Regions from separate parts of the Mus musculus genome. Here region 2 is linked to region 1. The links are chromatin contacts, called in public Hi-C maps. All regions are on one chromosome and are shown on one strand. Each heading gives the region's core, a stretch centred on a gene start, on an enhancer-like site or on the middle of the called end of the contact. The rest is flanking DNA. Distances are from core to core; before and after follow the strand shown. Region 1 overlaps Gm30257 (a long non-coding RNA gene). Region 2 has its middle 16 kb from the start of 6430710C18Rik.

Evidence for each region. A called contact is a pair of places that touch in the nucleus more often than the background predicts.
Region 2: a Hi-C map of muscle stem cells shows a contact between it and region 1, with 1.5 times the contacts expected there. The contact joins two enhancer-like sites. A contact is called at or near these places in 2 of 39 promoter capture datasets (both in liver), 7 of 484 Hi-C or Micro-C datasets (the G1E-ER4 cell line, the HL-1 cell line, cerebral cortex and 4 more) and 2 of 115 datasets of contacts at active chromatin or transcription factors (fibro-adipogenic progenitors and trophoblast stem cells).

Annotation. Positions count from the first base shown.
Region 1 is chr2:72,737,677-72,743,406 of GRCm38.p6, reverse strand. Gm30257 (a long non-coding RNA gene) reads right to left here. Exons shown (of 5, transcript XR_374639.3): 2 at 4,424-4,493; 3 at 678-746. Among named protein-coding and RNA genes, the nearest start is that of Gm30257, 6.7 kb to the right of the region's middle. Within about 2 kb of position 2,141, at least 40 of the 459 cell types and tissues checked have an H3K27ac peak or open chromatin away from gene starts, as enhancers often do. A contact at or near this core is called in muscle stem cells, where this site is marked.
Region 2 is chr2:72,826,820-72,832,549 of GRCm38.p6, reverse strand. No RefSeq gene overlaps it. Among named protein-coding and RNA genes, the nearest start is that of 6430710C18Rik, 16 kb to the right of the region's middle. Within about 2 kb of position 2,714, at least 13 of the 459 cell types and tissues checked have an H3K27ac peak or open chromatin away from gene starts, as enhancers often do. A contact at or near this core is called in muscle stem cells, where this site is marked.

The sequences.
Region 1 (5,730 bases), core at 892-3,391:
TAAAGTCAGTTTGTAGAAGGAAGCACCCATTTGAAGGTGATGCCTGATTAAGTGGCAGATAAAGCAATGAAGACATATTTGACAGAATAGGATATGCCCAACTCACAGGAGAACGGAGAAAAAAAGAGGGGCTATTTAAGAAAGAGCGTCATGGAGAAAGGAGGCAGTTTTTACCAAGAATTTTACAGAGACAGGTTGAAAAGGGAACAAGCTAGACACGGGTGAAGATAGAATGAGCCAGAGAACGAGAAGAAGCCAGAAGATCAGAAGAGATTGCCAAAGTTACTATGAGGACAAGCAGAGCAATTCAGTGAGAAACTGACAGAAGCCAGATCAGTCAGCTTGGAGAGGAGTTTGAGTCTGACCAGCTAGCGGACTTGAACCAGACAGCCAGAGATCAGAAAGAACAAGGAAGAGGTGAGTTTATTCAGCAACATGTCTCAGAAACTGAATACATTCCAGGCCTAGATATGATGGTACAGAGGCTAGAAGCTCTAGGACTAGGTCTAGGTTAGCAGACAAAGACAGCCTCTGAGACGACAATTACGTCAGGCAACAAAACAAAACAAAACAAAACAAAACTCGTGCACATGGGCATCTCCTGCCTTCTGCTCTTTGGAATTTTGCCCGTAGGGTCTGCGACATGGATTGAAGGGATAAGGGCATTCAGGTCTCACCTGCTATACCTGTGGCTCCATTGCGAGTTGGAAGCATCTGAGTGTGTTTATCGGAGTGCCTGTTTGGATCTGGGAGACAATAAAAATAATGCTGGCTAAGTTGCACCCTCCTACAGGATAGCCCAGGTCCTGTAACCAATAATGATCTCTTTGTGCCTAGGCTCTTCAACGGTCAGTAAAAACGAGCATTTCCTATGATTTCCAAGTTAGCCTCAGGTGACTGGGAGAAAAAAATTAGTATAGATAACATAGTTTGTAAATTTGTGGGACTTGTAGACTTGACAATTTTTTATCTTTTTTTTTGTGGGGGGGGGATAGTGCTTAGATTTGAACCCAGGTGCATGAGCATGCTAGACAAATGCTCTAATATTAACTTATATCCTTAGCCTGGTTATTTCCTTTCTTACGGCATCTATTTGCTCTTGAGTTAATTTTCATTGTCCTTTTGCAAAACCGGGCTCTGTTGCAGGGTTTTGTGCACAGTATTGAAGCACTGTACCACTGAGCTGCGTGCCAAATTTTCAAGACAATGTCTTATATTTCTAGCCCTAGTTGGCCTTGAACTTACTATGTAGTCCAGGCCGACCTTGGACTCAAAACTGTCCTGCTCCAGCCTCCTGAGGACTGGGTGGCAGATCTGTGTCATCGGGCCACTTTGATGATTACTGCGGGCGAAGTTTCAGTCATTGATTGTTAAATTAGTGCATGTAGGTGTGCCTACCAGGAAGTCAGAGATTGGCAAGAAGGTACCTGCCCTCTCAGAACTTAGCTTTAACAGAGAACAAGCCTCATCACGTCAAACCCAAAGCAGGAGGTGCCAAAGAAGACCTAAAGAACACCAAGTTCAGTGTTCACCATGTATTACTGCTCAGCACAGTGTGCCAGGCACAGGGAGGCCTGCTGAGCACAGTGGAGATCAGGTCCGGCCTTGGACACCCCATTCTGGGAGAGGAGACCATCTAACATTTGAGGAAGGGAAGCAGAGGGAAGGATGACGTCACAGCCCAGCTGGATTTCAGTTGTGGCTATTTAACGTCAACAGTGGCCAGCTTGCAACATCTAGGATTTGTGCTACTCATTGGCTTCCTAGTTATAAAATGTGGTGATCTGGTAACTGTACAGGCAATGTAGCTTCTCTTAGGAAGCCCCTCAGCTCAGAGAGGGCAGCACCCAGGAATTGCATCGCTTCATCTACGCAGCCATTCGCTGCATCTATAGTAGCAGTGGAGCAAACCTTGGTGAAGTAAGTGCATGACATCATAACTCCTTATTTTCATTCTGTGAAAACCCCTAGGCACAGAGAGATACAGTTACCTGGGGGCTGCAAGTTCTACACTCGCCCTCTGCCGTCCCGGTGGCTGCCCCGCCCCCACTCTAAAGCAAACAGCCGATGCAGCGCCACATCTGGAGTGGGATGAGTGAGCGTAATTCTGCCCGTAACATTCCCAGCAGAGGGGCAACCCCGTACGCTTTTGAGGGGATAGAGAGTGACAGTAGACAGATGGGCCCGTTGACAAGTGTGTCCCCTGGCGGTGCTCCTGTCACAACTGAATTACTCTGTCACTTGTGATGTCTCTAAGTCAGGCTGAGCCAGGAAAGGCGAGTGTTTCTACTGATTCACAGTCACTGGGAAATGACTCTGGCGTGGAGGCAGGGAGGGTGTGTGTGTGTGTGTGTGTGTGTGTGTGCGCGCGCGCTCTGGCTCTGGAAAGTTTCATCACTTTCTAGGAGTCCAGAGCCAGCGAGGGCAGGTCAGAGAAGGTGGGACTCGGGCAAAGGAGTGCTGCTGGCTGTGATCCTCTGCACTGGATCCTGCTTAGGTGTTACTTGCTGAGTCAGGCTCTCTCCTGTACCCTGCCTGTCTTATGTGGAAGGAACCTGGCTTGGCAGCTTAGTTGCATTGGATGGCAGCCCTCACTAGTCAGACGTGCTGCCTGCATAGTACGGGTACCTAGCAGCCCTCACCTGCCAACTTCCAGTGCCTGCCTGATTATGACAGTATCCACTCAGGAACTTTCCGTCCCATGTTGCTGGGTCATGCTACAGAGGCAGGTCTCCAAACGCTCCAGGAGACTCTTGGATGAAGGGAGTAGCCAACACATCTGGGTCTCTAGCATAGTCTCTGGAATGGATTGTGATTCCAGTCCCAGCCAATGTGGCATCCGTGGGGAATGTGGCCTGGAATGTACTCGAGTAGCTTCAAAGTCAGGTCTAGAAGATGCTAATGTGCTAAACATGTTTAGAGTCATGTTTGTGTCTGTCTGTCTGTGAAACTACCATCTTTATATCTATTTGGGGAGATAATTTTAAAATGTTATTTTACACACTCTCTGTCTGTGTCTATCTTTCCCTCTCTCTGTCTCTCTCTCCCTCTCTGTCTCAGTCTCTCTCTCTCTCTCTCTCTCTCTCTCTCTCTCTCTCTCTGTGTGTGTGTGTGTGTGTGTGTGTGTGTGTGTGTGTGTGTGTGTGTGTACTTGCTTGAATGTGCCAGGACACACATGTGACATTCCAAAAACTCGGAAAAGTCAGCTTTCTCTTTCTACTACAGGGTGCTAGGGATCAAACTCAGGCCGTCAGACTTGGTAGCCTGTGCCTTTACCCCCTGAGCCATCTTGCCAATCTCATAATTATTTTTGTATTGCCCATTACATTCTTTTTCATTAAAGGTTTTTGTGGTTTTTTTTTCAATTATCCCAACAGTTCCCCTTTGCTCATTTTCTATGCAGACTTTCTATGATCCATCGGGATGAAGTTTCTAAGGTGTAAAGGCTGTTTGGTTAATCAGCCTAACAGATACTTTAACCGTTGCTACTGTAGTCTAGGAATATGGCAGTGACTACATGTTCATCTCGACACCCAGGAATCCAGTGAACTGTCTGGCCAGGCTCACCATGAAAGGCTGGCTGGCTCTTAAGGAGTCGCTCACTTTCCAAAGCATCTCAACACTGGGGTGATGCTGAGTGTGCAGATGTGTGCATTGGTGTATGTGGGTATGTATGAGAAGCTAAATGTGTTGTACCAAGCAGTGCTTGATCTATAAAAATGGAAGCTATCATGCCTCATGATCCTATTGGCTTTGGGACTTCCTTATTAATCACAGTCATGAGCTTACTATTTGTCTTCCTCTTGTGATCGGATACAAAATATGGCAGCCATTTTGATGTGTGTGCATGTCTATGTTTTCAGTTACAGAGGCTTAAAATGGCAGCCCTATGCATCTGCTTGTGTATGCATTTAAAGCATTTTCTTTTACTTTTTTTAATGGAAAAATTGAAAAGTTTAAAGGAATAAGGGATATAGTAACAGAAAATCTACCTGTTCACCATCACCGTTAGGGTCACTCACGCTACATCTGCAAGTCTTTCTCCTCTCTCCTTCATGTTTTTTCTTTGAGACACATCCAGATGTGTCTGTGAACACGTCTGCACTCACAGGCATTTGCAGCGTCTGGCACCCCCTGTGGCTCACTGCCTGGCCCTGAGGCTTTGGGGTCTGTGGCTCTGCACATCCTCTCTCCTGTCCTTCCTCGCTGGTCCCTTCACCCTTCCTTCTCCAGTGCGACCTTTGTGTTGCAGCCTGTGAATATCCCGGCCACACTGCACGGCCACACGTAGCTTTATCTCTCTCTACCGAGTGAGCTAAGTTTTCCCTTCTGTGGGCGTTCCTCCATCTCCGCGTACGCTGGAACATGCTGGTTCACTTTGCTCTCCTCGTGCAGCTTGATGAAAATGGCTTTCAGGATTTACCTTAGGATGAAGGATGATCTGTCAGTCATAAGTACACCGACTCCAGGCTTTGCAATCTTAGGCCTGGACGCTGAAAGGCAAGAAAACCAAAATAATTACAATAATTCGAAGCAGATGCCTCAATCTAAAACACCACTGGTACCTTCCCTCTGTTATTACTGAGGTCCTCAATGGTAAGTGTGGCCCACACGTCATCCATAGTGAAATCCTTTAGCATTAGTGTCTTTCCCAGCAATTGCAGCAACATGAGGCCTTTTGGTCATTGGCAAGCCACCTTTCTCAGAGAGAGCCAAGACATCTTAGTGGAACTCAAGAAGGAGAAACAATGTTGCCAGCTGTGTTCATGTTGGTCTGCATAGTGAGATGGGATGACAAGAGAACACACAGAATACATAACCACACAGATAAGTCATACAGCATACACCTATTATATTTATCAGTATTATGCTCTATACTATACTCATGATATTATGTAATGATATAGATGTGTTGTCCTTGAAGAGGTCCCAGGTTGGGTTCCAATACTCACATGGTCTGTAGTCCTAGTTCTAAGGCATCAAGTAGCCTCATTTGGCCTCCTTGGGTACTTGGCATGCATGTAGTGCTCTTAGATACTCACAGGCAAATTCATACATTTATTTGTTTATTTATTTATGTTTTAGTTTAACCTTTAAAAGTATAGAACAGATGAGAGCCTTATTACTGTTGCTGTTAGTTTGAGCCAAGGTCTTACTCTGTGGCCCAGGCTAGCTCAGACTTGAGCCTCTTTCTGCCTCAACCTCCCTGAATGCTGGGACTGTGAGTGTGTGCCGCTGTGCCTGGCAAGAGAATGGCTTTTAAGTGGTTTAATGTTGTATTCCTTGATGAGGTGTCGATGCAGTTTAGAACTCTCTCCAGGGTGGCGGATGTAACACTCCAGATCAGTTCTCTCCAGAGAGCAGCTTTAATGTGTTCAGAGTTGAGGTCTATATGAATAATGGGCCTAACTATATCTGTCCAATCAAAAGCAGACTTATTGGTGCACACCTCAAATCCTATCACTTGAGAAGCTGAGGCAGGAGAATTTCCTGTGTGAGGTAAGAAAACACAGGAAAAGAAACCTCTGCATTCCTTTGGTAAGTAAGAGCGACCTGGGGGAGCTGGGGACTGGGTCAGCTTGGCTCCTCCCAGGACGGCGAGTCAGCTTGCTCCACTCTATGGTTGCTTTTATTCCACCTTCCTGAAAGTGTAACACACCACCGTTTCCATCTGTATTTGGCTTCCTACTGTGACCTGTTACCTAAGCAGAATCACAAGGGGGAAGAGTT
Region 2 (5,730 bases), core at 1,465-3,964, 89 kb before region 1:
CAGAGTGTATTTCCTCAAAGGGCTTAAATATAATAATTATACAGTCTGTCTTTGCAGCCAATCAGGCTATGCTTACAAGGCTTTTTAAAAAAATCAGAAGTTAGAAATAAACGCACAGGGGTGGTAGTCAGTAAAATAGAGAAAACTTGTCAAGTTAAAGAAAATCTTCAAAATCCCATTTTTTTTTTTAATGGATCGATAGTGGGATGAGTGGAAAGAATTTCAGAATTCCTATTCTCCTATTTGTCTTGTGCATCCTCACTCTCTGTCTGAAGGGATTAATATGTGTATCCAATGAGGTAAGATCATGGACATCCAAAGCGCTTCATTTAAAACCTTTTTTGAGTCAGGTTCTTATTACATGTTCAGGCCTTGAACTCATAACCTTCCTGACTCAGCCTTCTAAGTGCCGAGATTATAGATGTGTGTCACCAGTCCCAGATAAAACTTCATTCAAAAAGTTTTAAGGGGGTTGGAGAGATGTTCTCAGCAGTTAAGAGAACTGACTGCTCTTCCAGAGGTCCTGAGTTCAATTCACAGTGACCACATGGTGGCTCACAACCATCTGTAATGGGATCTGATGCCCTCTTCTGGTGTGTCTGAAGGCAGTATACTCACATACATAAAATAAAAATAAATCTTTAAAATTACAAAAATAAAGTTAAATGCAATGCAATGAAAATGATTTGGTTGGCATCCCCTTCTGATAATAGCTGTTTTCCCATTCCTATTATTGTCATCATCATCTTTATCATCATCATCTTAATTTTTGCGTGTATGGGCGTTTTGCCTAAATGTATGTTTGTGTATTGTGTGCATGTAGTGCTCATGGAGGCCAGAAGATGTCAGATCCCCTGGGACTGGAGTTACAGGTAGTTGTAGGTAACCATGTGGGTGCTGGGAATTGAACCAAGGTTCTCTAGAAGAGCAGCCAGTGCTCTGAAACTCTGAGCCGTCTCCATATCCTTCTAAACACATTGCTTTCCTTTGGAAGTGATCAGTAGGTGATACGTTTAAAGATCTCTCAACTCGCATGCATGCGGATGAATAGGTCCCAGGACTGCTATGCTCGAGGAAGATTCACCCGCTAGGGGCTGGGCCTGTTCAAGGGAAGTATTACAGACATGATACGATTGCGCCCAGAATTCTGAGCAGTAAACACATTTGAATCCCGTGCTGGAGCTGTTGAGATTCGCTGTCGAAGCAGCGGTTTCTTTGCTGGGAACTGCTGTGGAAGGAGCAGAGGGTACTCATGACGGGCCAATGGAAAACATACTGACCTGCCACGTGGCCTCAACTCCGCCCCAGAAAACATCACTACAGGCGTGTCCCACACAGATCCGCTAAGTAGATGCTCTGGCTCTCCAGGATTCTAAATGCTCCTCTTGACTATTTCATGGTTTATCTGTCCTTCACATTCTCCTGCTCCACGTTTCACAAAGGTAAGGTTGATACAGATGACCAGTTTAGGACTGAACACTCAAAAGTCATTTATTCTCAGTACTTAACCAGTCAAGAGTTTCTGCATTATCTGTTATCTGCTACAGAGGGAAGCGTCTCCTCGGTTCAGGGCTGAGAACAGCACTAACCTATGGCCATAAACATAACGACCTAAAAGGCAGTTTGACAACACGTTCGTTCAGTAAGGCACCAGTGGCATGCTCCCCATTAGAAACCATGTGCTTATGCTCAGGTTTACAGTAGGAGACTCAAATTCCTTCCTATGGCACATAAAATAGTTCATCACTCCAGTAACAGACCTACCGTTATTGCACCATGGGTGCATCCTGCCTGGCCGGTTAATTATAGAACTCAGGGTTTGATGATACGTTGGTGGCTTTTGTCCTCTAATGCCTTCGCAGCCTGTTGTAGCACTATGAAAGCTAGTGGCAGGGAGCAAGGTTTAAGGTCAGTTTCAGCTTGGTTTCTTTTTGTCCGATAACCAAAGTGTATCGTGCCTTCTGCCCTAAAGCTTTACCACATAGCTCTTAGCATCCAAGTGGGAAAACAAGGCCAGCGGCAGTAGCCTGTGTTGTTCTGAGGGACTCTTAGGCCACCCTGACATACTCGGATATCTCATGTCTGGCACTGAGATTTTCGTTAATAACCCATGTCTTCTGCGGGAACATTGTGTACCCATGTGGGGGTACACCGTTTAGAAATAATTACAGTTTTAAATTAGCTTTAGAGGTAGTGGGTTTCTGTATACTGTTTCTGTTTCTGTTTCTCACACAGCTTTATTTTGGCTAACTCACCCTCAGCCCATCTTCTCCCCTGCTCTCTCAGTCCCATCTCTGCTGGTTAACCTCTAGTCCCCAGTATCCCCTGACCCCCCACCCCTTTCATATCATGTGCACCAACTGCTTGTTCCTGATGGGCCTAATGGTGCACGTCTATAATCCTAGCATTCAGGAGGCTGAGGCAGGAGGATGCCTTGAGTACCACGCTAGCTAGCCAGAATTAGAGTGAGTCTTTGCCTGAAAACAGACAAACATATGAATTGAGTTAAAAAGCATTGTTGCACTGTTTTGTGACCCCACAGGTGGGTTGTGGAGTGACCTGAAAGCCACCACATGCTTGGAGCAGTTTGGGGGTCAGCTGTATCTCTTGGTTAGCCACAATGGTTAGCAGCAGAATGCACACCTTCTTGATCTAGCGCTGAGCTAATCACCAGGGTGCAACCTAGCGCCTTGTTTCCTCAGAGGATGAGCAAGCCAGGTTGTAAACCAGGTTGGCCTCTGGGTATCCCAAACTTTCATGCCACCGCTAATCACCTGAAGCTCCTATTCAAAGGCAAGGGAATCACTCGAGGATCTTGTTCAAAGGCAGCTTCTGGCTTAGTAGGCGTGCAGTGGGGCCAGGGACTGATTAGTCACAGCCCTTGCTTGTTCAAGGGCCATAACTTTGTTTTTCCAGGCTAGGATTCTACATAAAAAAATGAACAAGTATACGCTGGACACAGTGGCTCACACTCGTAATTGCAGCACATGTGACCCTGATACACAGGATCACCAGGAGTTTGGGGCTAGCCTGGGCCACATATAGAGTACCAGGCCAGCTGGAGCTACAGTCCAAGATTTTTGTCTCAAACAATAACAACCAACAAACAAACTAATGAGACATGTTGACTCTGTGACAGGCTTCAAATTGGCAGTTCAGGAGACAAGGCTTAAATCTCTGCTTCTAAGAACTGGGCAAGTCCAGGCAAGTCCAGGCCTCAGAAGCTGCCTGCCACCTGGCCTGAGGCAAGGAAAATGGGTCAGTAGCAGTTTCCAGACGTCCCCAGCAATGGTTCTGGATTGTCCCTAGAGATGAAGCCAATGATAGAGGTCACCTACTCTTCCTGGAATTCCCCTAATATACTTTAAATTGGGCCTGCAAGCTCACTTTGGGGGTTTCCATCTTGGAGCATGCTGGACTTCTGCAGAATAAAACACTCTTTGCTTTTACATACTATTTGAGTTTGGGGTATCATTCTTCAAAGAATCATGGACCCTTACAAAACAAATCAACAACAACAAAATCCTCATGTTCAATCCAGCAGGCTCTGCGAGAGTGAGATGGAATTCTTTTCAATGGAGATCACAGCAGAGGTGCTGTGAGGGTGCTTGGGAGATGGTGGTCTCGGGCCAGGGAGATGGGACTGAGTGAGCCATGCTTGTCAAAAGGAAAAGCTCTCAGTTTGAGCTGGGCTGGGGGTGGGGCTTAGGGTGAGATGGGGGTTGGGGTGAGGTGGGAGAAGAACCCAAGAGAATTTGCAAAGGGAATGGCATCTAATCCCCTATTGTGTTTAGTCCCTAATTGGGACTCAGCAGAACAACACAAGCCCCATAGCTCTTTAATACTTTTCAAGGGGAGCCACTGTAAAACTTCAGCATTTCTGAATTTAATCCATTACAGGCTCCTATACTTAATGAAATTACAACAATTCAACAAATGATATAATTGCCGTAAATACTGCTTTAATATAATTATGTGTAGCTCACTGGAACATGCTATTGCATTCCACAATATAATTATGACATATGCTGTTATCAAATTCCTTATCGAAGGCATGCCATGAATGCAGTTAACATGTTAATCAGGTGTTAGGGTTTCCACCTGACAATGTCCCATTTTAACCAAATGATAGAATAGTAAACATATTTTTCAGGCGGCTAGGTGTGAGGGATGGGAACAAAAGTAGAGGTGACCACAGTTAGTATTTTGGGAAGTGAAGCCTCTAGATGACCCTCTCTGAATTCCTGAGGGTAGTTAATACCCAGTTACTTTCTATGCCTGTTGGTTTTATATTACCTTTTGGATCATTTCCTTAGGACACACTCCCTAAGCCAAGGTGGGCACCTTGTTTTCTAGGTTTACCATTACACAATGTAAAAAAAGCATTTCAAGAGAGCTATTTCAAGGGAAACCTGCTTTCCTGGGCTTGTATGTCCTAGAGCCCATTGGGAACACTGGAAATCTGGTTGTACTCTGCTTCTTCGCTTGTAGAAGGACTGCAGGGGCCTCCTATGGTGGGTGGTCACACCTACAGCTGCCTTCTGAAAGCCTCAGGGAGCTGAGCGCCCATTGCTTGCGTATGAGGCAGGGTCACATGCATCCTAGCCTGGCCTGGCACTCAGTAAGTAGCCGAGAATGGCTTTGAACTTCAGGTCCTCATGCCTTCGTTTCCCAAAGGCAGGGATTATGAGCGCGTGTCACCATGCCCAATTTATGTGGTGCTGAGGATTGAACCCAGGGCCTCATGTATGTTAAGTATGTCCTCTACTAACTGAGCTATATCACTAGCCCTAGAAAGCTGAGTTTTTGAAGGAACAGCTGATTCTGGCAGGTGAGTATCACTTTCTTCTTTTCTGCTGCAAGAGCTGTTCATTGACTGGTCATAGGTGGTGAACAAATATCCTAAATTGATGACTGGCTTCACTGGACAGCGATGATGGAGAAGCTTCCTCCAGGATCACAGAGATCAAAGTTTTTTCTCTCTTACTTCTAGCCTGTGGCGTGACCAGAACCAACAAGTCAATGGCAGCTATCACTAAGGGTCGCCTGTTATCTTCATGGAGATTTGATTTTTCTGAATTCCACTTTCTAGACAGGGAAATGGAGTGTGAGGAGCTCAGAGCAAGTCAGCAGCAGCCCCACAGCCCCAGGATTCCAGCTAAGCGCCTGCAGAATAGAAGGCCTCTGTAGACGCATACAGAACTCCATTGACATAGTTTTATCCGGAACATCAAGATTTGCATGGAGCAATTCTTAAATAAGATTTAATTACCGACTGGCTATAAGATGTGGTGGAATGAAAAAGTGACATCAGGGCTTTGTTTGTACTGCCCAGGATGGCAGAGGGCGAGAAGCTGTGGTATTTACGTCAGGAATCTGTTGTTTAGCTTTAGAAAAATCTGTAGACCTGGAAGAGATGAAAACTAGGGACCTTTCAAAGTGTGATTGCTCACTTTCCAATTTCAATCTTCCAAGTAGTCTAATACTTCCCAGGACAAATAGAGTTTACTATGAAGTTTCTTTGCAGATGCAATTTAAAGACAAATTTCTCATGCCCTCATTTGTGAATGTATTGTCAACAAATCACACGCATTTATTCAACTTGTCCAAATAAAAGCCCAATAAGGCTCAGAATTAGATTTCTCAGCAATTTGACTTTCTGATGCAGGGAAAGCAGCACAGAGCTGGATTCATTCAGTCAAAGGAAGCGGAGTGAGGTAATTTAGGGGC